2 separate regions of the Callithrix jacchus genome follow, and region 2 is linked to region 1. Evidence: chromatin contacts called from public Hi-C data. All regions are on one chromosome and are shown on one strand. Each heading gives the region's core, a stretch centred on a gene start, on an enhancer-like site or on the middle of the called end of the contact. The rest is flanking DNA. Distances are from core to core; before and after follow the strand shown. Region 1 holds the start of KCTD11 (potassium channel tetramerization domain containing 11). Region 2 holds the start of EIF4A1 (eukaryotic translation initiation factor 4A1).

Region 1 (5,159 bases), core at 1,516-4,015:
AAGGGTTTTCTTCCCAGACTTGGAGCTGCTTCCCCCTAAGAGAACCTAATCCCCTAAACAGAGCCTCCGTCTGAGGATCTAGGAAGCCTGCACCCTGGCGCCCTGTTGTTTCGAGCATCTGGGCATCCTCCATCTCTTCCCACCATGGCCGATGCCCTTGCCCATGGAGCTGATGTCAACTGGGTCAATGGAGGCCAAGAGAATGCCACGCCACTGATCCAGGCCACAGCTGCTGTGAGAGCCCTGCCAACCTCCCCACCCCACCCTAGAGCTCTGACACCTACTCCTGACTCTGGGCCCTGCCCTTACCTCCTCTTCCTGATACCCGTTCCCTAGGGCCCTCACCCATAGGGAGAGAGAAGCAATAGAGACTGGTTGCTAAGTGTGTGTAATTTGGAGGCAGAGAACCCAAGTTTAAACCCAAGCTCTCACCCCTCACAGGAGACTTTTAACAAGTAATTAACCTCTGTCTCATCTGTAAAATAGGGATAACAGCCAGGCAGTGTGGCTCACACCTGTAATCCCAGCACTTTGGGAGGCTGAGGCTGGCAGATCACCTGAGGTTGGGAGTTTGAGACCAGCCTGACCAACATAGAGAAACCCTGTCTCTACTAAAAATATAAAATTAGCCAGGGGTGATGGCACATGGCTGTAATTCCAGCTACTCGGGTGGCTGAGGCAGTAGAATCACTTGAACCCAGGAGGTGGAGGTTGCAGTGAGCTGAAATTGCATTATTGCACTCCAGCCTGGGCAGCAAGAACAGAACTCCATCTCAAAAAAAAGGATAACATACCTCATAAGCTTGTACTACAAGCTTTATATATAAATACATGCAAAGAGCTAGAGCCAAGCCTGACAGCTGTAACCCCTTCCACACTCCTGATGAACACACCCCACCCTTCCATTCTCTGAACTGGCCCTATCCTAAGACATCTTGAACTCTACCACTGAGGATGCCACCCTCAACCCCCTTCTCAACTTCTCCATGCAGAATTCTCTTCTGGCCTGTGAGTTTCTCCTCCAGAATGGGGCGAACGTGAACCAAGCGGACAGTGCTGGCCGGGGCCCGCTGCACCACGCAACCATCCTTGGCCACACAGGGTAGGGATGACGGCCATGGGGAGGAAGGCTGGGAGGAGTTGGGTGGCCGGCTGACCCTGGCTCTTCTCTCCAGGCTCGCCTGCCTGTTCCTGAAACGGGGGGCTGATCTGGGGGCTCGAGACTCTGAAGGCAGGGATCCTCTGACCATCGCCATGGAAACAGCTAATGCTGACATCGTCACCCTGTGAGAATGCCTGAAGAGGGGGGTGGTGCTGGGATCCCCACTCCACCTGCCCACGTTCGGTGGGGCCTGGGGAAGGGCCGGGCCAGTGCTGGGACCAGGCGTGAGAAAGGCTGCTCCAAGTGTGCATTGGGACGTGGAGTAGAAGGCAGGCGGGGTGCAAGGATGCTCAACCCACCCTGAGAGACCTCACTCGCGCATCAACATTGCTGTCAGGCATCTTTTTAGCCCTAGATGCCCGGTGGGCAGATGAAGGAAACGCGACCCAGCTGGAAGAATGGGAAATTGGGCGGGGAGATGAGGACATTGTGGTTCATTTCTTAATTCCCTCCCGTTCAGGCTACGACTGGCAAAAATGAGGGAGGCTGAAGCGGCCCAGGGCCAGACAGGTAAGGATTTCACCCACGCCCCCTCCCAGGCACTCTGCACTACTGGTCCACTGTGACCTCTCTCCCTAGTGCCCGACTGCATTCATTCCGTTATTTAATAAATGTGTATTGGGTGCATCCGACGTGCCCTCCAATAGGACAAAGCATAGGCGCTGCTCGACGCGCGCGTTCCCACCCACGCTCGGAGCGCGAGGTCCCCAGGCGGGCCCAGGGCCCCGCCATCCTGCCGTTTTGCACTGGGGCCCAGACGCCTCCCCTCCCTCCCCCAGGAGATGAGACGTATCTAGACATCTTCCGAGACTTCTCTCTCATGGCGTCAGACGACCCGGAGAAGCTGAGCCGGCGCAGTCACGACCTCCACACTCTGTGACCCCGCGCCTCCCTCTCCTCCCTTCCCCACCACCGGGCCCTCCGCCATTAAAGCCACTGTGCTTCGCTCTTCCCTTCTGGTTCACTTCTTGGGCACCATCTTCGGGCCCGCAGGGTGTTGGGCGCTGCGGCTCCCGAGGGGCGAGGAGCGGCTGGGGCATTGTGAGCTCGAGTCCAGCAAGGGGCGACTCCCGGGAGCGAGGCGGCAGCTTCGGCCGCGGCCCGGGCGCTCTCGGGCTCGGGCGACGTGGCCAGCCCCGTCCTGCCGAGGGGTGGGTCCGGCCCTGGGGCTCGCGGGCCCGCGCGGCCGCCGAGAGCGCGCCGGGGCCGCCCCGGTAGAGAGGCATCCCCGGAATGCCGCAGCTCAGCACCCACCCCCTCGGGAATTCCCCGCGGGAGCCGCTGGGGAGGGACGCGGCCCCCGGGCCAGCCTCGGGCTCTGAGCGGCGGGATTAGAGGCTCCAGCCACGCAGAGCTGCAGACGTGAGGCCCGGCACACCTGAGCGGCGGCGGGGCGGTCGCGGCCACATCCGGGGCGACGCGCCTGAGTCACCTGCCCCTCGGCGTCCTCCAGTCCGGCCAGTCAGCCCCGTCTGCCCCGTCTCTCCAGTCCGAGACTCTTCCCCCAAACCCCCCAGAGTAGCGCGAACCGCGCGGGGGCGGGGGCGGGGCGCCAGGGGGCGGGGCTGTCTCTTAAAGGGCCCCGGGCCGCCGCCCTCAGGCCACTTCCTGGAGGCGGAGAGGACCTCAGTGGCTTCGGCAACACCCGGGGAAGGCGGCGGCGGCGGCCGAGTACCGAGACTCCCGGCTGTTTTCATCAGAGCCCTCGGACACTCCCAGCTCCGGCTGAGCACGCATCGTCGCTACCCGGCGGATACAAGGCGGCTCCGCCATCCGCTCCAGTCAGTTCCGCCTCCATCTTCTGCGACCGGCGCCGGCAGCCCGGCCTGGCCTCGGATTGGCCCCAGAGCCCTGGGTGGACTCGACCTCGGCGGCAGCGATCTGCCCAGGGTCTCCGAAGCCAGCCCTTCAGAGTCCGTCCTGTGCTCGCCACCGTCACCTGCTGGTTGGATTCCGGAAATCCACTGTCTGAAGACCACAGAGGAGAGTCGCTGACCACCCCAAATCGGATACGTCCAGACCTCAGGCTCCCTTCCCCTCTCTGGCTGCCCTCTGCTTTTTTCATCCCTTCTCTCAACCTTTCAGGAGTTTCTGTGCCCTGAGACCAGCCTCCTATCCACCACCAAAGTAACCCGGGTGAGCCCCAAACCTTACTGCCTGTGCTCTGCCTGTGCCTCCAACCCAGCGAGTCTGACAGTTTCTACCCAATTCTGCACACACCCAGGAAGCTGTGTCTTTTCTTTTCTTTCGGTGTCTCCTGCACTTCCCAAAATTTCTCCTCCTCCTGTGCCCTCTTCGCCCCCCTCCTTTGGGGGCCCTGTGACCCTAAATGTGGGGGGCACACTATATTCCACCACTTTGGAGACCCTGACCCGCTTCCCAGACTCCATGCTGGGGGCTATGTTTAGGGCCGGCACCCCCATGCCCCCCAACCTCAATTCCCAAGGAGGCGTCCACTACTTCATCGACAGGGATGGCAAGGCCTTCCGGCACATCCTCAATTTCCTGAGGCTAGGCCGTCTGGACCTGCCCCTCGGGTATGGAGAGACAGCGCTTCTCAGGGCAGAGGCTGATTTCTACCAGATCCGGCCCCTCCTGGACGCGCTGCGGGAACTGGAGGCCTCTCGGGTGACCCCTGCGCCCACAGCTGCCCTGCTCCACGCAGATGTAGATGTCAGCCCCCGCCTCGTGCACTTCTCTGATCGCCGGGGACCCCATCACTATGAGCTGAGCTCTGTCCAGGTGGACACCTTCCGAGCCAACCTCTTCTGCACTGATCCTGAGTGTCTACGTGCTTTGCGGGCCCGATTTGGTGTGGCCAGTGGGGATAGGGCAGAGGGGAGCCCACATTTTCATCTGGAGTGGGCCCCCTGCCCCGTGGAACTCCCGGAGGCAGAGTATGGGAGACTGGGACTGCAACCACTGTGGACTGGGGGGCCAGGAGAGCGGCGGGAGGTGGTGGGCACGCCAAGCTTCCTGGAGGAGGTGCTGCGGGTGGCTCTCGAGCATGGCTTCCGCCTAGACTCTGTCTTCCCCGACCCCGAAGACTTGCTCAACTCCCGGTCTCTGCGCTTTGTCAGGCACTGAGGACGCTGTTCTCATTTTGACTCTGGGAAGAGAGGGAATGGGGCAGTTAATGGGGTACTGGCACCCCTGAAGCCTCTTTCCAGCTCTGCTTCAAGAGCTATGAGAGTCAGGACTCCCCTGCACCTGACTGAAGCTCAGATATGGGCAGGAATTCCCAAAAATGAGCCCACCAAGGACTCACAGGGGTCCAGAAGGTCTCGACTGGTGCAGATCCTCGGAGGGGCAGGGAAGGTTCTCTTGGCTTGTTCTCACCTAAGGCTGGGGACCTTCAATCTCTCATTGATTGGAGCTCAGTGTTTAAGGGCCTGGAAAAGTGGGGAACACCTCTTTACCCAGACTAATCCTGGCAAAACCCTGGAAGGATATTGAGGTCTGGGGAAAAGGGAGGACTTGTCATTGCCCCATGCAGTCTCCTGGACCATGGCTTCTCCTCCTGAAGCTGGGTGGCCTGGCCTGACCAATGAGACGCCAGAACACTCTGGAACAAGGGAAGAGGGGTTCTTTGCTGTGTTCCAAGCCATCTACTGAGGGAGACAGAAAGGCCACACCCCACCCTCCGTTGATGTACGGGAGCTGGGAGAGTCCCCATGGCAATGGGGCTGGAGCATCCCTCATCTGGAAGGATCCCATCTTGGTGGTGCTGGCCATGGGGAAGAGGGTAGTATCTGCTGAGTCCTTGGCCTTCCTTTGTGTGTGCCTGCACATCAGCCAGTGTGTCTGACTGATGCAGAGGTCCCTGGCATCCTGGTTCCCATCTGTGTTGCTGACTACAGTGTCTGTGATGTCTGCCTGTCCAGGCCTATTTGGGGTTGCCCAGCAACTATTCTGGCCCAGGGTGTGTCTGTAGTATGTATGTGAGGAGGTTGACAATTAGTCGTTTAATCACAGGATGTGTGTGTGTGTTTACGTG
Region 2 (5,200 bases), core at 2,507-5,006, 230 kb after region 1:
AGTGACTCTCCTGCCTCAGCCTCCCAAGTAGCTGGGATTACAGGCACGTGCCACTATTTCCAGCTAATATTTTATATTTTTAATAGAGATGGGTTTTCACCATGTTGGCCGAGCTGGTCTTGAACTCTTGACCTCAGGTGATCCACCCACCTTGGCCTCCCAAAGTGATGGGATAACAGTTGTGAGCCATGGCACGTGGCTGGGAACACTGATTTGTAACCAGTTGGTGAGAAGCATAGCTAAAACAACCTGGGGCTTAGGACTGGCATCAGAATTGGGGGCAGCCTTGTGAGACTGAACCCTAAACCTGTGATATGTTATCTCTAGGTAGATGGTGTTGGGATTGAATTTGGGGATACCCAGCTGTGTTGGGTATTTGCTTGCTTGGTTGTTGGTAGAGAGAAAGCCTCACACACTTCTTGGTGACTACAAGTTACAGAAGTATTTTGTGTTGTGAGAGTTTAGTAGGAAAGATTTGTTTTTTCTGCCACAGTTTGGATGTGGGAAGTGAAGAAAAAGATAGGAGTAGAGGATGATGTCTAGGTTTTTGGCTTACGTTATGGGAAAAGTGGGAGAGCAATAGGTTGGGTGAGGAAAATCAAGAATTCTTTTCTCCTCTGGTTTCCCTGGCCTTCCATTCAAAGGCCATGAAATGTCTACAGTTAGGTAGGGTGATTGGCTCCTGCATTCCTTAATTGCAATCCTCACATTCAAGAGCTTACCCCCTCAAGGATCTGGTGGGCCTACTTCTTTCAGAAGAAGGAAGGGTGACATACAGTAAAAAATATCTTGGCTGCCTTTCCTACTGAGTTTGAGTCCCACTTCTGCCATTTCTTTCTTTTATGACTTTGAGCAAGTCACTACTTTCCAAGCTGCAATTCCTCATCTGTTGGATGTGAGAACTTCCTGGTAGGATTGTTTTGACCATTAACTGAGCGTTTACTTTGTGCTGTGCCTTGTTCCAAGTGTATTATGGATATTCACTAGTTTCATCCTCATAAAAAATGGATGAGGTGTAGGTACTATTCCTTTCACTCTCTGACAGATAAGGAAACTGAGGTATAGAAGGTTATTAAGTAAGTTGCCAACAGTCATAAGCCAGTAAATGAAGGAGCTGTATTTGAATGCTGGCAGGCTCCAGAATCCTGGGCCTGGGTTCTGAGCTACTAAGTGCTTCTCCCTTTAAAGTGTGAAAAGCGCCTGGCCCATCATGGGCTCTCAAGTGTTTGTTCTGACGTCACCTCAGTTGTCCGACCTTCCTCCTTTACCCTGAAGAGCTGAAACATGCAGATCCTGAGCTTGCCCACAATCTAGGGTCTGGGTCTTCTGTTCTTTCACTGGGTTCCCTTGCCTGTGTCTCTGTTCCTCTCTAGAATCTTCATGGCAAAAGGCAGGACTTGTGTGTGTTGTACCTGACCTGTGGCACTCTCTCTAGGTGGACATCTTCAATAAGGAGCTCCTGCTAATCCCCATCCACCTGGAGGTGCATTGGTCCCTCATTTCTGTTGATGTGAGGCGACGCACCATTACATATTTTGACTCGCAGCGTACCCTAAACCGCCGCTGCCCTAAGGTTTGAGGGGTAGGAGGGAGATGGACAAAATGCAGGGGGGGTGGGTACAGTGGCAAGGCATTGCAGGAAGAAGGGTGGGCTTTGGTTCTCTGAGGGGCAACCTAGGCATGGTGCCTGGCACCATTGTACCCACCAAACTGAGTTCAATTGGGGAACTTGAGGCATCACTTTCTCTTTTTCCCATTCACATAGCATATTGCCAAGTATCTACAGGCAGAGGCGGTAAAGAAAGACCGACTGGATTTCCATCAGGGCTGGAAAGGTTACTTCAAAATGGTGAGTTTCCTGATGGAGGGGTACGGTTGGAGGGGATAGTGGTAGAGGGCAGATACTGAGTCCCAGCCCTGGGAGTCTCCATGTGAAGGGTCTGCTTTCCTTCTCTTTTCTAGAATGTGGCCAGGCAGAATAATGACAGTGACTGTGGCGCTTTTGTGCTGCAGGTAAGCAGATGGTGCCACCTTCTCTAGCTGTGAAAGTGGGGTTAAAGGGTTGGGAGGCTGTTTCGCATCCCCTCATTTGACTCACAGCCAGTTGTGGAGCAGGAAGTAATCTGTTTTAGAACACCAGAACCCTAGCTTCACTGGTCCTCTTCTGAGCTTCTCCATCCCACATTGGGCCTGGGTCTCTGGCTTTGACAGAGTTGCCTGCTAACCTCCATCTCAGTGTATTTTCTCTGTCTAAAACATTCTATCATGTACCAAGTAAGAACACTAGCTTTTAGAGTCAGGCTGTTTTTGAACCATTGGCTATGGGACCCTGGCTCCCTTTGTATGTGAACGGGATGTTCTCTGAAAGGTGGAGACACATGTCATATGAAATGAAGAGCATGGGTCCTGACATGGGGTGGGGGTTTCTCACGGCCTGCTTTGTTAACACCCAGTACTGCAAGCACCTGGCCCTGTCCCAGCCATTCAGCTTCACCCAGCAGGACATGCCCAAACTTCGTCGGCAGATCTACAAGGAGCTGTGTCACTGCAAACTCACTGTGTGAGCCTCGTACCCCAGGCCCCAAGCCCGTTAATGGGCAGGGGGACGTGGGAGTCCCTTCCCAAGAAACTCCAGTCCCTTTCCTCTCTTGCCTCGTCCCCCTCAGTTCCCTTTGGTTTTTCATATTTAAATGTTTCGATTTCTGTATTTTTTTTCTTTGAGAGAATACTTGTTGATTTCTGATGGGCAGGGGGAACTACAGAAAAGCCCCTTTCTTCCTCTGTTTGTAGGGGAGTGTGGCCCTGTGGCCTGGGTGGGGCAGTCATCCTCCCCCCCTTCCCCGTGCAAGGAGCAGGAAATCAGTGCGGGGGGTGGTGGGCGGGCAAAGGGATCACTGCCTGCCAGATCTTCGAACTTTTTTTTATATATATATATATAAATGCCACGGTCCTGCTCTGGTCAATAAAGGATCCTTTGTTGATACTTAAGTGGTGGTCTTCCTTAAAGGGCCTCAAATTAGTGGAACACTATGCTTAGTTCCAGCCAGTGCTGTTAGCTAGAACCTATTTTGGCGCTTGAGATTAAAGAGGTCAGCTTTGCGTCCCTCGCTTGGGCAGTGCCAACATCATGTCTTTATCACTCAAACAAATCCCCCGATGGAAGCAGAGGGCAGAAAGAAGGGAAAGTAGGTAAGCCTCAAAAATAAGGGTGCCCTAGAGGGAAGCTGGGGAACTGGACACAAGGCACAGGGGAGGGGGAGCCAGCCAGGATTCATGACAGTAACCCAAAGCTCTTTACAGTTTTCTTCCATCCCTCCTCCACCCTCCAGCCAGGGGAATCCTCCCATCTCTAGGATATCACTCTTGATTCCTTCATCCCTGGTACACGTACACGTCCAGGCGGTGTAGAATCCCATCGTTGCTGCAGGGGAATACAAACATTTTGAGTTCAATGGAGACCTGGAGCCGAAGTAAAGGGAAGTGATCACCCCTGGAGCCCGGAAGCCCCTGGAGGCTGAGACCTCGCCCCCCTTGCGTGATAGGGTCTACTGGGCCACATGACTAAGGCACTGTCGCCTCCGCACGTGTGAGAGTGCAGGGCCCCAAGATGGCTGCCAGGCCTCGAGGCCTGACTCCTATATGTCACTTCCGTACCGGCGAGAAAGGCGGGCCCTCCAGCCAATAAGACTGCGGGGTGGGTCTTCACCTTGATAGGCGTCTGAGTTACCCAATGATGCCTGCGTGCCAGAGCCCCTAGGAACTAACGTCACGCCAAGTTGCTGAGCTCCGGCAGGCGGAGCCGGGGCGGAAAAGCCAATGTGATGGCCGGGGCGGGGTCGGGCGCTCTATAAGTTGTCGATAGGCGGGCACTCCGCCCTAGTTTCTAAGGATCATGTCTGCGAGTCAGGATTCCCGGTAAGAAAAGCATTTGCAAGAGATTGTGACTGCTTACCTTACCGACCCCTTCCAACGGGTCTGCCGGGGGGAGCTGAAAGGCACACCAGGGTTGCAGGGAAACCGAGCTGGGGGGGAAATCCGTCCTAGGGAAGCGAGGGGGACGATCCCACGGCCGACGCGGCCACTACAGTCGAGGCGGAGGGTAGGGACAGCCCGGCTAGTGTCAGGCGTGCGAGGTTTGTTACGAGGTCTCGGCTGGAGGCGGTGCCGTACGCGAAGTCCCGGCGTTGAGTGGCGAGACGGGGTCGCGACTTGGCGTGGGAAAGGAAGGTGGGGGCGGCCCCCACTGTGTGTGGCCCAGAGCCCGCAGGTCCGGTTACCTCACTGTGCCGGGGGAGGGACGGTTCTCAGGGTTCCGGAGGATTCTGACGGTACCACTCGCCGGAGGCGGGGGTGCCTGAGTCCTCAAATCTAGTCGCTTCGTCGCGGCTAAAATAAGGGCCGGGGAGAAGAAACCGGCCGTTCAGTGTGCTGGTTTTCTTGACGGCCAGGACTGACCCTAACCCCGAGGAGCGGCCGCGTGAGGCACCAGGAGCCCACCCGGCGCCGGGCGGGCGGGTCCATTTTGCCGCACAAGCCGGGCTATTGGCAAACTGCGGATGGGCAGGTCCACTTTCCTTCGGGGGTGAGCGGCCTGAGGTATGGGAGGGCGATGCGACTTCGCGACGGGGGCGGACGGGATGTGGATTGTACCATGGAGGGGTGGGAGACGCCGCCGGGTGGTCGAGGGAGCGAGCACATGGTGGCCTGAGGCGTTCCCCTCCCCCAGTCTGCTTCGCTTCTAAGTGTTGTGCAATCTCCCCTCTTGCTAGCTCGGCTTGGGCTCATTGTGCGCGAGGCCGCCACCGCCCGCGGCCTCCCACATCCGGGCAACGTGAGGAGGGGTTCGGCTGGAGGGAGTGGGGGAGGGCGCGGGCGGGATGACGTGGGGGGAAGGGGATGTCCTACCCTTCGATCTGGGAGGTGAAGGGCGGGACTTCCGGCGCGCTGCTGCTGTGGTGGGAGGTGCACGCGCTTGGGCTTTAAGCGGCTGGGTCGGGCCCACGTGGACCTGGCGGCAAGCACCACCTCTGGGCACCGTGAGCACGGCGGCACCCCTGCCAGTCTGACTGTACAGAAGGGGGTTACCCCATCATGTCGGGGTGGCCTAGCCTGAGCTGCTGCCTGCATGGGGCAAAGACCTTATTAAGTTTTGTAGAAACCTTTCCTCTGGGTACCTTTTGGGAACTGGTGGGAGTTGGAT

What was found. Hi-C and Micro-C count contacts between places; a contact is called where the count stands out from the background.
Region 2: a contact with region 1 is called in a Hi-C map of skeletal muscle, with 2.7 times the contacts expected there. The contact joins the promoter of EIF4A1 here to the promoter of KCTD11 in region 1. A contact is called at or near these places in 2 of 3 Hi-C or Micro-C datasets (both in skeletal muscle).

The regions. Positions count from the first base shown.
Region 1 is chr5:73,835,273-73,840,431 of calJac240_pri, forward strand. KCTD11 (potassium channel tetramerization domain containing 11) reads left to right here and starts at 2,766. Exons shown (of 1, transcript XM_008996604.5): 1 at 2,766-5,159. The coding sequence starts at 3,551. The coding sequence ends at 4,249. It overlaps ACAP1 (ArfGAP with coiled-coil, ankyrin repeat and PH domains 1), which reads left to right. Exons shown (of 29, transcript XM_078372898.1): 25 at 62-234; 26 at 993-1,102; 27 at 1,176-1,286; 28 at 1,623-1,672; 29 at 1,942-2,114. The coding sequence ends at 2,042.
Region 2 is chr5:74,062,086-74,067,285 of calJac240_pri, forward strand. It overlaps EIF4A1 (eukaryotic translation initiation factor 4A1), which reads left to right and starts at 3,757. Exons shown (of 11, transcript NM_001205137.1): 1 at 3,757-3,915. The coding sequence starts at 3,893. SENP3 (SUMO specific peptidase 3) reads left to right here. Exons shown (of 11, transcript XM_035299880.3): 8 at 1,436-1,573; 9 at 1,766-1,849; 10 at 1,963-2,013; 11 at 2,454-2,988. The coding sequence ends at 2,564. It overlaps LOC103793073 (a long non-coding RNA gene), which reads right to left and starts at 4,554. Exons shown (of 2, transcript XR_620029.5): 1 at 3,953-4,554; 2 at 3,112-3,421.